Regions from separate parts of the Canis lupus genome. Here region 2 is linked to region 1. Evidence: chromatin contacts called from public Hi-C data. All regions are on one chromosome and are shown on one strand. Each heading gives the region's core, a stretch centred on a gene start, on an enhancer-like site or on the middle of the called end of the contact. The rest is flanking DNA. Distances are from core to core; before and after follow the strand shown.

Region 1 (4,283 bases), core at 508-3,007:
GTCTCCTCCATACCGAAGTTCCAAGTTTGAGTTGAAGCAAAGCCGGTGGAAGAGAGCGTAGCCATCAATGACAATTTTTGTGTCTCTTAACTTCAAATCAGTGAAGAACTCATTACTATGATCTTCCACAAAGCTCATTAGTCCTCGAATACCCATGATGACTGTCTGAAGAATTGCCTGTTTAAAACAGCAGAACACACTTTCAACTAATGCTGTTTAATGGGGACCGAGTCTTAATTTCCAACACCACAAACCAACATCAAATGTTATGAACAGCTCTTTAAACAGAACATATTAGGCGTTAGCCTCTCAATTCTTACCTAGATGCTCAAGTAACACCACCTAGCTGAGTGCCTTTTCATTCTCTTTTGCTTTCCCCATGTGTGACAAGGCACAAATGCAATGGTTTCATGGAGTTTAATCTCTGGATAGGGTGGAGGCTATTGATTCTAAAAGAAAATCAGTTAAAGCCCATTACTGACATACTAACAGAGCCTACTGCGGGCTCTGATATGGAAACATAACAGTCATCACCTTGCAACAACATTTTCGCGGGGTCAAAATAAAAAGTCCTGAGCTATAAAAATGATACCCTCTCACTCTCATAACTAACGAACCAGAGAGTACCGGGCTTCAGTTAACGAAAGTGTGTAGGGTCAATGATACCCATCCAGTTTTTCTTTATTGATAATCAGTCTGGGAATTTCGTTTAGGCCTTGGCTTGTGGTCAGTCCCATCTTAATTGGCATATAGTTTTGAGTAAGGAAAATTACTGCTACATGCATGCAGGAACTCCCCAGCTTCACCCTAACTAGAGGTTCTTTCCCTCTTCTTGCAATTGCATATCTGGCTCAGGACCAAGAATATCGCTCCCTCTCTGGCTAACTGGAGTCACAGAGTGTGTGTTACTAGCTTTTCCTTGGGCCTCCCGCTCCAATAGGGCTCAGCGTGGCACGGTCTTTATTTAAAAACCATGAGATTTTTATCGACGCCCGATTTCTTTTGCATTGATTTTGATTTTTAATTATATTGCATTAAAATGTGTCTATCTTGATTACAGACTTCTGGGGCACCCCTTGCATTTTGCGCCCACGCCAGTTCACCCCAGTTTTGGCCCTGCCCTCCTCAGCATCTTATCTGGTATAGCAGTTATTTATTGACGTCTGTCTTGCAAAGCTTATGCGAACGGAGGCCGTGGCCACTCCTCCTAAGCTAATTACAGGGCCTCGCAGGAGCTGAACAAACGTGTGCTGGGTCGGAGGAAGGCGCCCAGAAGGCTTGAGGCCAGTCGTCAAACACAGGCCTTCACACCTCGCTCCTCCACAACCCTCATAACCGGCCACCCGGGCCAGCAGCCGAGCGCACCTGCACCGTCCTCCCCGGGGCCGGCCCTTCCATTAAAAGGCTGCAGGAGCCACTGCTGGAACCGCCCGCACGTGAGGGTCCGACCTGGGGAGCGGGAACCGGAAGTCGCCGCGTATGACGTCACTGGGAAAGCTCGCGTCCAGGAAGCTGGTGGAGCCGGAGGGCGCGGGGGCACAGGGGCTCCGGGGCCGCGGGGCGCGAGGTCGCTCAAGGCAGGCGGGGATGTCAGCTCCGAGAGGGCCGCTGCCACGTTAGGAGAGCCAGGCGGGCCCGACCTGGTCGCCTTTCCCCGCCCACCTGGGTCACCGCACACTTCCGCCTCGGCGCCCGGCCCCGTGCCGCCTCCCGCCGCTTCCCAGCATGCCCCACGCTGTCTCCCTGGCAACGGGGCGCAACAGCCTGGCCCCGAGGTCGGGCGGCTCGGCGAGGCTGCTGCACCTACGGGAGACCTGCCCGGCGTCCGTCCCAATTACGGGTGGGACCGTGGGCACGGCCTGGCGCCGCAGCTCCTCCGCCCTCGGCCCCGAAAGGTATGCGAAGGGCGGCCCGCGTGGCGCGCCGGGCTCCCCGAAGCCGCGGACGGTGATGGCTTCAGGTCGCCCCAGCGGGGCTCGGCCCCCGGGGGCCTCCGTGCCCGCGACCCCTCCGCTTCCCTTGGCTCCTCGCCTCCCAGATCCGCTCCCGCCTCCGGAGCAGAAGCGTGGCCGGCGCCGCCTCCGTATATGTTAGCCCGCTTTGCGAAAATGTAATTTTTTTAAAAAAGAAGTTGAGGCAGGGAATGTTCGTTTTACCTTAAGGTTAAGGTTTGCCTTTAAGGTTAGGGTTCGGTGGGGGAGGGGCAGCCTTCGGCGCAGGGCGTGACCCTGGAGACCCGGGGTAGGGTCCCACGTCGGGCTCCCTGCAGGGAGCCTGCTTCTCTCTCTGCCTGTGCCTCTGCCTCTCTCTGTGTGTGTCTCTCATGAATAAGTAAATAAAATTAAAAAAAAAAAAAGGTTAGTGTTCCACTTAAGCAGAATCTGGTGTCTGACCTGCTTCCTCTCTTTATGACAAGGGAAGAGAACTACTTGACTTGAACCCGTGATGAACACGCTCCTTCCCTTGTCTTTTGCCCCCAGCCAGGTCAGTTTGCAGGAGGTCATCTCTCCCCTTTCTCACGGTTCCCATCCGACTTTCTAAGTCTTCTCTTCCCTCCTCTCACCACGCACACTTTTTTTTTCCTCCCTTGGGCAACAGTCGGTCTGTGTGTGGATGCCTGTTTGCCTTAACAGAATTTGTTGAACCACCTACTACTATATGACAGGAGCCAAGGATACAAAGATACAGAAGGTGTGTGTATCTGGCGCTCAGCTTCATCCACAACCTTCAGGAGGTAGGGGCGAGTGAACGTTGACAAAGGAACAGATAGTTCTGGAATCTAGACAACATGGGACCTGCTAGGGTAGCTCTGTGGTTGCACAGAGGAGATTAGTGGAATTGATTACTAAAGGTCACAGGGCTGAGTCTGGGAGTTTGGCAGAAGGGAACCTAGTTCCAAAGTAGTCTGTGGGCCTGGCCAGACTGCTTAGATGACATTGCTGGGTTTAAAATTAAGCTCATTTACAAACAGGAGCCCCTGGGAAATTGGACTTCTCCAGAACTAGTCTGTCCTTCACTGAATAGGGACCTTTATCTCATCCCTAATATAAGGAGAATTACTGGGTCATCTGGAGGGTTCTTTCCTGTTGAAAACTCTATGAGTCCATGTATTTTAATTTGCCAGAAAGTATCACTTTTGTGGGAGCAGGGAAAGCAAACAAAATACACATCTGGAGGACTGCTCTCCAGTCATTTTTTTTCAGTAGTAGATTTTACTGATATTTTCTGTGATCTTGATAATCTGATGTAAATTTTTATTAATTCAGGGATTTTGAGGTTCCGACACAATGCTAACGTTTTAGTATTGTCATGAGCACACGATGATTGGTTTCTTCTCCTCCTCCTTTTTCTTAGATTTTATTTTTAGGTAATCTCCACACCCAACATGGGGTTCAAACCCACAGTCCTGAGATCAAGAGTGGCATGCTCTGCCAACTGAGCCAGCCATACATGCCCTCCCCCTTTTTAAAGCTATTTATAGAATACATCTTACTGGCATCAGGTAAAACCTAACTGATTAATGCATTAGTTTAAGAAGAAAAATGCCTAAATACACATTTACTGTTTTGTTCTAGTCTGAGGATATTTGTAATTGCCACCACCATGCAAAGTGTGTTGGTCATGAACCCCAAACTACACAGGTAGCATCTCGTTTTATCGTTATACACGATAAGTTTTTGTCTTATAGTTGTGGAAACTTGACTCCAAGGCATAGACTGTCTTCAATTAAAAATCATGTTTTCATAGATTTTAAACAAATCCACTTTTCATGATTACCAACAAAACATTTTACATTTTGATGAAGTAAAAGTGATTTTACTGGGCATACACTCATATAAAACAGTCCTACTTTTCATAATCCTGCAGCACATTTATAGTTCCTTGAGGAATTATAACACATGTATATTCAGCTATCATCAAAACACAGTTTTTGGTTTGAACTGCATTTGTGACACTTATTTCCAATCCAGAGAGATTACTCTATACACAGTGTGTATAATAACTTCAGAAACTAGATCAGAATTGGTTTAGGATGGGAAAAATTTATTCTGAAGTCTTTGTTCCTCTTCACATCTATTCTAATAAATGCAAAAGCCAAGGTTTAATATCTACAGAAAAAAATTCTATGCTAATTTCTAGTGTGATCCTAACTCACTGTTTGTTAATCAAAACAGACATAAGGTGGGAAGAAAGACTTACGAAGAGATTGATGCAAATGTATAGATTTTAAGAAATAAATTTTAAGAAATTGTGGGACCCAGGAAATTTAACAAAAATCCCCT
Region 2 (4,333 bases), core at 1,388-3,887, 360 kb after region 1:
ACAGGCAGGTAAGAAACATGCTAATATATTCAGAGTAAAACATTACTGTTCCTTAGAGATATAACAGACTTCAAGCATGGCTAGGTAACATATTGTTACTTAATAAATCTCTATATAATGAGTAAATATAGGAAAACTGTACAAAATAAAGAAAATAGGTAAACTGATATATTCTGGCTTTAAAATAATGGTATTAATGGAGGGCATGATAAATCCATCATTACAATTTGCTTTTCTAGTATCAATTCATATCTAAGTGCATTAATTAGAAAATATCTGCTCAAATTCTAAGAACTTAGCTGGTGTTACAGGGATGACACAAGTGGTCAAGTGGCTAAATATGTCAGCTTCCACCATGCCACTTAGATTTCTTGCACACGTTAGTAAAGTTGCTCCACTAAGAACTTTTTTTTTTTTAAAAAGATTTTATTAAAAAAAAAAAAAGATTTTATTTATTTATTCATGAGAGAGACACAGAGAGAGAGAGAGAGGCAGAGACACAGGCAGAGGGAGAAGCTCCATGCAGGGAGCCCAACGTGGGACTCGATCCCAGGTCTCCAGGATCATGCCCTGGGCTGAAGGCGGCGCTAAGCCACTGAGCCACCCAGGCTGCCCTCCACTAAGAACTTCAGATCACTATACAATTCAACTGTCACAATAAACTCCAACTAGAGACCACATTCTCAACAGTATAGGCCTTATTCTCAGTCTCACTACACATGGATTTAGTACTCTACTGGACACAAGGAGCTGATTCTGGGGTTAAGCTTGGCAAACCTGGAGTGCTTGGATATCCCAACTGAAAACATCTGTGTGACACACTGTAGTTTTATTTATTTATTTATTTATTTTTCACACTGTAGTTTTAGATCATACTCCTCTAACTTTTCTTCTCTGGTTTATTTTATACATTTTTTTTTTAATCTGAAGGAAACAAAAAACATATGCAGAATGATCTTCCCTTCACCTACGAAACAGTTTCTTGAAGAAGTCTTGATTACCATCGGATATTCACTAATAGTAAACCAGCATGCTAGACATAACCTTGCAAACCAAACCTCAATTAAACAGACACACTTAAGACATGAAAAGTAAATTCATGACATGATAAATTCATCAGGCAGTCACTATGATTTTGGATGTGCCAGCCACACACAGTAATTAGGAAAATGAGAGACTATCAAATATAAAATAACTACCTGGTTCCCAAGGATGTAGAGGCCAGGGTTCATCTTTCAAAGGACACAGTTTACTTGCTAACTGGGCTTTATTTTCATCAGAGGCCAACTGCTTAACAAATGTGACGTTTTCTTCCGAAAGATGCTCATCCCACCATGTACCACTTCTGCCATGGAGACTTCTAACCAAAAGCCAAATGTCTGTTCTATGAAAACAAAAATTAGAAAACCAAAACATAAAAGGCTTCCCCCATTTAATGCGGGGGAGGGAGGTCACATGAGTTAGAAAGTGTAGTCTGGGCCTTAGGAAAAGGATTTGGAGTCCGTGCAAGTCGCGCCCCCCCCCCCCCCCCCGGACATTCCTTATAATAATGGGCTTCACACTTAATTGTTTAAGGGATGACCCTAGAGTAAAAGGCCTTCATCCCCTCTGCTGTTATAAACCAACTTCTAACAGAACTGTCCTACCTAGACACAGGAAGCCCTGATCCATTTGTAGGTGGACCTTAATAGTTTAAGCCCAGCGGGGGTAACAATGTGGGATGCTGATCTCTCTCTCTCTCTCCCTCTGACAAGCCCACCTCTTCCCAGCAATGACAAGGCCTAGGCTCAGAAGATCCGTAAAAGACATGATCTCTCTGAGAACCTGAACGCAAGAAAGACCTTGTGTTGGGAAGGAGGTAAATTCTTGCACGGGAGGGTCAGAAAAGTTAAGACTCTCTGCTGTCTATCCACCTTTCGTGGTCGGGTACATCCAGGTCGGAGTCCCAGCTTTACACTAAGTTACTTCTCCAAGCTTCTGTTTTTATCTGCAAAATATCATCATGGCAGTGTCTGTAAAATGCATAAGGGCAGCAATTCTACCTCGTGAGGCTACTGAGCTAAGGCGGCGCCTAATACACCTATCAAAGCATTCGGTACATAGAAAACGCCCACTAATTGGTAGGTGTTAATCCTGTTGGTAATGCTCCCTGCCAGGCGCTGGCTCATAAATGTTAAACATTAAAAAAAAAAAAAAAAAAATCCCCCCTCACTCCTTCAATGGGCACTTGCTTGGAGTAACGCTCTGAGTCCCCTGCGCCTGTGGTCTGGACGGAGCCCCTTCCCCGTCCACCCAGGGCGCACCCGTCCGCACCGGGGGCCAAAGCTCGGCTCCAGGTGTGTTTTGCAGGGACCATACCTCCCCCTCCCCCACCCACCTGTTTGCCGAGCCCCGGGCAGCACCCGGGCCGCCCGCGCTGCAGCCCAGCACCTGGGCGCCGGCCTGGGCCAGCAGCCTCCAACCAGACATGGAGTGGCCGGGAGGGCTCGCCCCGCTACTCTTCCTGGCGTCCCGCCGCTCTGCTTTCAAGGCGTCCCCGCGCTGCAGCCGCCAGCCCGCCTCGAGCCTCCCAGGAACGTCCCGCCGGCTGCCTGCCGCTGCCCTCGGGGACCGGAAAGGAGCCGGAGGAGCCACTTCCGGTCCGCTTCCCAATGCGTCCCGGGCACTAGAGTCACCCCGGGAATTAGAGTTCCGCCTCGGGAGAGTCCTACTTTGGGTCTGAGTTAGAGTAGGGAGGGCAGGGACTGACTCACTTGTCTCTCCAGGGGTTTAAAAGAAAAAAAAAAAAAAGAATGTTTGGAGTTTAGACTTTGCAAGAATGAGGCGACCCGGGGACAGGCTCCTTAAGGAAGCGAAATCACTTAAAAATAATGCACACTGTGTGGCAGCTCCTTGTACTGAACAGCCCTTGATATTGTTCTACTGATTTATGTTCAAAACAGCCCCGAAAGGACATTATTTTTTATTTTTTCGTTTTTCTAAAAAAAAAAAAAAAAAAAAAAGATCATTTATTTATTCATGAGAGACACACAGAGAGAGGCAGAGGCAGGCTCCCCTTGGAGAGCCTGATTGGGACTCGAACCCAGGACCCTGGGAAGACGACCTGGGCCGAAGGTAGATGCTCAACCGCTGAGTCACCCAGGTGCCCTGGAAATTGTTATTTTTATATTACAAATGAGGGAACAGGGACTCAGAATTTTGGTGCTGGTCCACAGTAGTACATCTGGCAGAGGGACAGAGCTGGTACAGACACAGGGCCAGCATGTATTAATAATAGGGCATGGCCAAGGTGATGTTGTGTGACTTGCAGGGCAGGGTCATACAGGGTATTGCTACTTCTGTCTTGGTCTGTTGGAGTGCTCCCTATGGGGAAAGGCAGCGGTCCTGTCCTGCGGACACCCAAACAGCCCTGTAGAGAGGCTCCTTTCCAGCTGGAAGCGAGCCACCCAGAATTGGACCCTCAGGTCCCAGACCACCCTTCAGGTGACTGCATCTGCTGAAAGACCTTGAGCCTGAACTGCCCAGCTTGAGCCTGAACTCACAGGTTCCTGACCAGAAGAAATGCCAAAGAAAATAAATGATGACTCTTACTTTGAGTAAGTGTTAGGGTGTTTGTGATGCAGCAGTGCCTACCTCATAAATCTTCTCTACAAATAAAGCCTTGTCCTGCGTCCCAGACCCAGCCTAATCAGCATGTGTGTGCCTTGGGCACTCATTCTACTTCAAAAGTCCATTTCCTTATTTGCTTAATGGGTGTTGGTAGAAATTTGGGAATAAGAGCTTTAAAATTTAGCTATTTCAACAGCCTCTTTTTATTAGTGATCTGGCTAGCCTGGCTTAAGATATCCAGGCAATGATCAATTCCTGGTTACTACTTGGAATTAAGTAGGTTCAAAATCTTCGCTTTGCTTGCTTTTCTATTCAACCAATTGCTATTGTGTTTACCCTGGATACTTCCAAATAACACTTAATTAAACCCATGTATGTTGCTTTAAAATTCTTTGATGACTGAACAAAAGTGTTAGCAATAGACAGTGGAACATCACATGCCAGGGGACCAAATACTTTAAACCAAAGGCAGGATTCTTCTTCCTGGTCTTTCTCCTGATGCCAGTATAGTTCTGATGGCTGGAGTGTGGCTCTAGATCAGTGAGTATTCTTGTCACCTGGAACCATGGTCAGGGTGTCCCCTCTGATCCCAGAAGATAAAGTCTTGAGAAATTCCTGGAGACTGAGTTCATTTGGGATTTTGATTATTCTTGGAAAATGAATACCCAGAAAAATGAGAAATAGCTAACACCTCACTCTTGCTGAGTGGTAGGCACTCTCCTAA

What was found. Hi-C and Micro-C count contacts between places; a contact is called where the count stands out from the background.
Region 2: a Hi-C map of blood shows a contact between it and region 1, with 2.2 times the contacts expected there. The contact joins the promoter of MRPL3 here to the promoter of NEK11 in region 1. A contact is called at or near these places in 2 of 9 Hi-C or Micro-C datasets (both in blood).

The regions. Positions count from the first base shown.
Region 1 is chr23:28,754,317-28,758,599 of UU_Cfam_GSD_1.0, forward strand. NEK11 (serine/threonine-protein kinase Nek11) reads left to right here and starts at 1,758. Exons shown (of 17, transcript XM_038570831.1): 1 at 1,758-1,895. It overlaps ASTE1 (protein asteroid homolog 1), which reads right to left and starts at 1,699. Exons shown (of 5, transcript XR_005377021.1): 1 at 1,366-1,699; 2 at 1-177.
Region 2 is chr23:29,117,330-29,121,662 of UU_Cfam_GSD_1.0, forward strand. MRPL3 (39S ribosomal protein L3, mitochondrial) reads right to left here and starts at 2,638. Exons shown (of 9, transcript XM_038570848.1): 1 at 2,378-2,638; 2 at 1,200-1,384. The coding sequence starts at 2,469.